2 separate regions of the Gossypium hirsutum genome follow, and region 1 is linked to region 2. The links are chromatin contacts, called in public Hi-C maps. All regions are on one chromosome and are shown on one strand. Each heading gives the region's core, a stretch centred on a gene start, on an enhancer-like site or on the middle of the called end of the contact. The rest is flanking DNA. Distances are from core to core; before and after follow the strand shown. Region 1 holds the start of LOC107950182 (DNA-directed RNA polymerase I subunit rpa49). Region 2 holds the start of LOC107942198 (cocosin 1).

Region 1 (3,117 bases), core at 576-3,075, 160 kb after region 2:
ACACATACACATACACATACATATATATACATATACACCAAAGGCGAAGACAGGGGGGCAGGCACTGGCCTTGGCCCCCAAAAAATGGTAAATTTGCTACGGAGGCCCTTCAAGTTTTGTCAAATCTTAAGTTAGTATAATGGTAAAATTATACTTTGACCCCCCCCAAAAAGTTATTATTCATTTCTGGCCCCTAAAGTAATTTTTTGGATTCACTCCTAATATACACATACATATACAAAAGTTTAAAGGAAAGAGTTCTTACGTTGACAAGGCTTCTCATGATGATTTAAAGACCGAAGACCCAAAACAAAAGGAACAGTATGAGTAAAACATTGTAACACGGCATTGATAAAACATGTGTTACCCAAATTTTCCAGCCCTGCACCCTACAAAATCCAATATCCAAAATGTTCAATTATTCAATCACCATTCAACCAACATATACATACGCACATGAATAATATAAACATACCACTCCAGTTGGTTCATTTGCAATTCTAAAACCTTCATTAGAAGGAACCCAAGGATCATGGGGTTGCTTAGAATCATAAGGGAGTAAAGCTAGGATCTGAGACAATTCGTATTCATCAGAAGAAGACGAAGGGGGTTGTTGATACGTTAACGGAAGCACGTTCAGACCTTCAGGGTTCACCGCCGTTTCATCTTCGAGGAAGCTTTCTAACATGGTGGCAAGATCAAGGGAATCATTAACAGCCACCATTGGAGAAAAAGATGATGACCCAGATAAAGAATCGGGCACTAGAGACGGAACCTGATCGATTTGAGAGGGAGAAGGATCATTTGGTTTATCAGTATACGTTTGGGTTTCCATAGAAAGACGGTGATAAAAGCTTGCAATGAGTTTCGACAGAAAAAAAAAGGAGTTTCGGGGAGATTAAGAATTATGTATCTCCAAAAGAAACGAACTTTGGAATCCCCAATCTTGCTGGAATAATTAAGAAGAATAGTGGGGTTTTCTTGGAGAACAATTTTGAAAGGGGGAGGGAAATTTTTTAAGCCGCCATTTCTTTGGTTTTCTTCTCCATTGACTGTATAAAAAATAGACTGCTTACTGTAGAAGGTAAATAAAAAGAGAGAACTGAACAGATCGTTTTGACTTTTGAGTTTTGGTCAAACCCTCTCTTTTTTTAGGGTTATTTTTTTGTTTCCCTTTTCAGCTTTGTCGGTTAAAGAAAATTATTATAAAATGTGAGATTTCTTTTTTATATTTTATTATAAAATCGTTTCAATATTATTTAAATTTGATTAGGTGTGGATTGGGGTATTGATTCGGATAAATATTTTAGATCGGATGAGTTGAGAATTAGTATAAACCTGTTGAATTAACGATTGAACTAGTTGAATCGATTTTTAATATTTTTTAGTTTTATTAATTTTTTTAATGATTTATTTAAATAAATTAACAAAAATAATAATTTGACTGATTCAAACATCGGTCCAATTTAAAAAAGCTTAATGATTGTATCAATTTAGACAATATTATTGAACCAAAAATCAAAACCAATTGTACTGATTAAAAAATATCAAAATCGAGTTTAACCAAAATAACACCCAAATAATTTTTTTAGCTTATATCGATAAACCCAAATTCAAGCCCAAATATCCTAAACTGATAAACCCAACAAAAAATGGTAGGCATATCAATCAAAATTTTAAAGATAACATATTAAATAGTAATTTTTTTAAAATTTTTGAATAGTTGGTGTCGGACAATTTAAGACCCATAAAACTGAGTTAGGTGAAATGAAGTTTGGGCTTGAAGCCTATATTTTCCTTGTTCCAAACCCAAAAATATTATCCAACCCCTAATTAATAAACCCTAAGATCAAAATACCCAATTTTTATCTTTGATTGATACTCTCTCCTTTTCCATTATTTTCTCTCCACACTTCCATAGCCGGACTCTTCTCTCTTCTTTCAAAGGAAGGGGTTATTTTTCCCTATTAGGCGATCACCATGGATAAACAGCCATCTGCTTCAAAATCAAGAACACAAAAATCCAAAAAGAGGAGCAGAGATGATAATCAAAATCCTGGTGGGGCAAAACATGAGAATTTGCAAGTAAAAATCCAACTTTTTCAAGACCAACCAAACAAGATTCCACCTTTAGTTGCTTATTTCCCATCTGGTTACAACCCTCAAACTCAACAAAGACAAGATGAAGAAGAACCCAATAACCAGAACAACTCACCCAAGGTCCCGAAGGTCAAGGTTTATAGAAACATGGCTCAAAGAAAGGGTAATAGGCTTCAAGTTGTGGTTAGCCCTGGTGGGTCAAATGTGGATTTTGTTGGGTCAAGTTTTACAGGTGAGGCTGCTGCTGCACAAGTTTGTAGGTACTCACTTGGGGTTCTTGATAAAGAGGCTGGGACTCTCAAAATTATCCCTATTGCTACTAATAAGGTAACATTTTTTCTATGTATATGTATGTATGTGTATTTTCTCATTTGTATAACTACTAGCTGTAAGTTATATAATGGAGATGTATGTCTATGTGTATGTGTATTCTCTTATTTGTGTAACTACTGTTCCTTAAGTTATATAGTGTATGTGTATGTGTATGTGTATGTGTATGTGTATGTGTATGTGTATGTGTATGTGTATGTGTATGTGTATGTGTATGTGTATGTGTATGTGTATGTGTATGTGTATGTGTATGTGTATGTGTATGTGTATGTGTATGTGTATGTGTATGTGTATGTGTATGTGTATGTGTATGTGTATGTGTATGTGTATGTGTATCTGTATGTGTATCTGTATGTGTATGTGTATGTGTATGTGTATGTGTATGTGTATGTGTATGTGTATGTGTATGTGTATGTGTATGTGTATGTGTATGTGTATGTGTATGTGTAACTACTGGCCTTAAGTTATATAATGGAGAGGTATGTGTATGTGTGTGTATGTGTATGTGTATGTGTATGTGTATGTGTATGTGTATGTGTATGTGTATGTGTATGTGTATGTATCCTCTTATTTGTGTAACTACTGGCCCTAAGTTATATAATGGAGATGTATGTGTATATGTGTATTCTCTTATTTGTGTAACTACTGGCCCTTAAGTTATATAATGAAGATGTTTGTGGTAAGGGA
Region 2 (3,114 bases), core at 504-3,003:
TCAACGTCGGGTTGTGAAGCATCCATGTTGTGGATCAAAATATTTGATACCTCCTCGTTCGGGATTGGGATTTTTCGTGCTTCTTCTTCACTAAGCTTGATAAGCAACACGCCCTTTTGGCTGCCAACAAGGTTTTTAGCCTTGTCGGCATTGATTTGGTAAGTTTTGGCAATGAATTCGGGGGAGAAAGCCCGTAAGTGACCTTGTTGTCCGGTTAATAAGAAATAGGTGATTTCTCCGGCGACATAGGCCTTGGTTGCATCAGCCATGAATATTACAACCACATCTGAATCTCCATAGTTGTACCATGATGAAACTGATCCACAGGGAATTGGTAAAACATCCCCTTTTTTAACACCTATGAAACCCATGTTTTCCTTTGTGTTAATGCCTGGTATTCTTAATGCAACTCCACATTTACCTAAAGATAAATCAAAAGTAATGTTAATATTGTAAGAACCTGATTGATGGTTGAATTCATTAGATTATCAATTTCTGACTCAATCAATTTGACACTAAGTTCAACAATAATTAAATAAATAACTACAAAAATTATAGCAACTAGTTTAATTGTCAATTTTCATTTCAATTTCTAATTTTATCAGTTGAGAGAGGTTCACTCAGAAATTTATTCAATCTCTTTATCTGGATTCATATACCAACCAGTTTCTAATCTGACTACCCGATCGGTAAGAGATCGGTAAATAGATTAGTGAATGCATTATACCGCATATGGCTTAACAGGGATGAAGAGCTTTAGTTTGGACTTGATATTTAAACCAAACTTTATGCTTTTGTAATTGTGGATAATACTTGATTTATTGGCCGCAACAGTTCACATAGTCATTTTAATTATATAAAAGATCCTTTTACTACACATTTTGATAGATTTAGTTCTACTGTAATTTTATCTTTTTTTGTCCTATACTTTTTTAAAATTTGTATTTTCAATTTCAGTCCTCGGGCAAACTTTTCCTCATTGATTCAACCAAATAAATTGATCTAGCTTTTATGTGAACATATTGTAATGTGACATTCATACTTTAATTTTTTTTGCAGCTGGACAAATATCATTTCTTTTTTCTTTTTGTCTTCCTTTAAATTATGAAAAGAAATGCAAAGATATATATGCCATGTCATTGCATTTAAAAAAAAAAAGCTTTGTCAAATGATTTGAAAGAATTAAAAGAAAAAAAAAATCAAAACTAAACATACACATTGAGGGGCAAGAAATGAGTAAATAATAAATAATAATAGAGGGACTAAATCCGAAAAAAACACATATTACAAGGACCATTATAGAATTTACCCACTCAAGACTCACCTTCAAGAACATAACCAACTTTGGAGCAATCGGCATAGTGAGGAAGAGCAAAGCCCCGAGGCTTCAACACAAGCTTACCAGCTGCAACTTTGGCCTCACCAAGGACTTGAGAATCGGCAGCTGCCCAGTGGTAGTACACGCCTGCTTCAGTCTCTGTGAACGTTGCCGGAAACTTGGGAGACAAGTCCATGTTCATTTTTCTTACCTTACCTTAATTCTACAAATCAGTTATATATGAAAAATACAATGAACACCCATATATAGAGAGAGAGATGGAAACATTGAGTAGCTTTTCAGTATAAACGTCAATTTGGTAATTACAACCATGTAATGAATTTCAATGAGAAAAATGAGGAACACTTAAAAAAGGATAAAAAGCCATTAGACGAACAGTTTAAATGAGAAAAATTAGGCTTTTATACATGTATTCAATATCATACCGAAATTGTTTCGATTTTAAACCGACATCAAGTAGTCTAAATTTTGTACGGGTCAAAAATTTTTAGACCATTTTATGTGTTTCAAGTTTAGTGTTTAATTAATATCGACTTGTACAAATGTGTATCGACATGTACTAGTTGATAAATTTTTTTTCATTTTTTAAACTAACTTTTAATTTTTTTTATCTTAACCATTTTAGTTTTCCTATAATTACATTTAAAATTAATAATTATTAAATTAAATTATCAAACCTAATTAATAATTTTAAAATTTATATGTAATATATTTGCATGTTTATAATGTTTGATTTATTATTTTAACAAGATAATATATAATTTATTAAGAAATTAAAAGTTAAAATATGCATGTGAAAATATTTAAATTAATAATTAGATTAGAAATATATGTGTGAAAATTATTTTAAAATATCAATAAATTTAAAACGATACATCAAACATGTCAATACCAGTATATATTTGTACCAAGGCAAAAACGATACGCCCATCGATACAATATTGAATACCTTACTTTTAGTAGTGATGGCAACTAGGCGAGATAGATTTATTCTAAACTTGAACTTAAAATTTCATACAAAACCTGAATTCAATCTGCCCAAAGTTTTTTCTTTTTCACTATTACTTCATGACATGTGCCTTATATCCACTAATAAGTATCGGTTACAGTGGTAAGGTACATTGTACTCTCAATAAGATAACGTAGTTTGAACATTGAAGATAACATTGTTGGGATGAGTAGTCACGAATCTTGAACATGAATTGGTAAACGTGGACTAAATTTATAACTTTGTACATAATACAGAACTAATGACACTAATTTAACGAAACAAATTTAACTGTTACATTTGAGTTAGCACATAATACAGGAAAATAAAATTTATAAATTTGAAAAATACGTTTGATTATTGATATGTAACAATCAAACCGACAAAGACAACACAACGGGGTCGACAATCACACTGAATGAGGCACGTTCAGGATGCTATCATAAATAATGCTTCTACTATTTGCTTGTTACTAGGTTTGGTTAAACATATGAATCAATAATCATAAAATAATAGAATATTTTGAGTAGGGATGAAAACACGATTTGATTCAATTCGATAAAAACACGATTCGATTCAATTCGATAAGGTTGAAACTTTTTTAATTTTAAAATCTAGTTTCGGATAGATTACATCGAGTTTAAATCTACATTTAATCGTGTCAAAACATCATTATATATAATATTAAGTTTAAAATTTATGATACTAAAATTTCTATTAATATGTCGTGGTCCTAGCATAATTATACTTAAAAAACAATTAATGGTATCATTAAAAAAATTAAAAT

Evidence for each region. A called contact is a pair of places that touch in the nucleus more often than the background predicts.
Region 1: a contact with region 2 is called in a Hi-C map of leaf, with 2.1 times the contacts expected there. The contact joins the promoter of LOC107950182 here to the promoter of LOC107942198 in region 2. A contact is called at or near these places in 5 of 34 Hi-C or Micro-C datasets (leaf and petal).

What each region holds. Positions count from the first base shown.
Region 1 is chrA03:590,331-593,447 of Gossypium_hirsutum_v2.1, forward strand. It overlaps LOC107950182 (DNA-directed RNA polymerase I subunit rpa49), which reads left to right and starts at 1,826. Exons shown (of 4, transcript XM_016884977.2): 1 at 1,826-2,427. The coding sequence starts at 1,981. It overlaps LOC107950189 (ubiquitin carboxyl-terminal hydrolase 20), which reads right to left and starts at 1,117. Exons shown (of 8, transcript XM_041104588.1): 1 at 476-1,117; 2 at 266-389. The coding sequence starts at 835.
Region 2 is chrA03:435,313-438,426 of Gossypium_hirsutum_v2.1, forward strand. It overlaps LOC107942198 (cocosin 1), which reads right to left and starts at 1,754. Exons shown (of 3, transcript XM_041104536.1): 1 at 1,325-1,754; 2 at 1-421. The coding sequence starts at 1,520.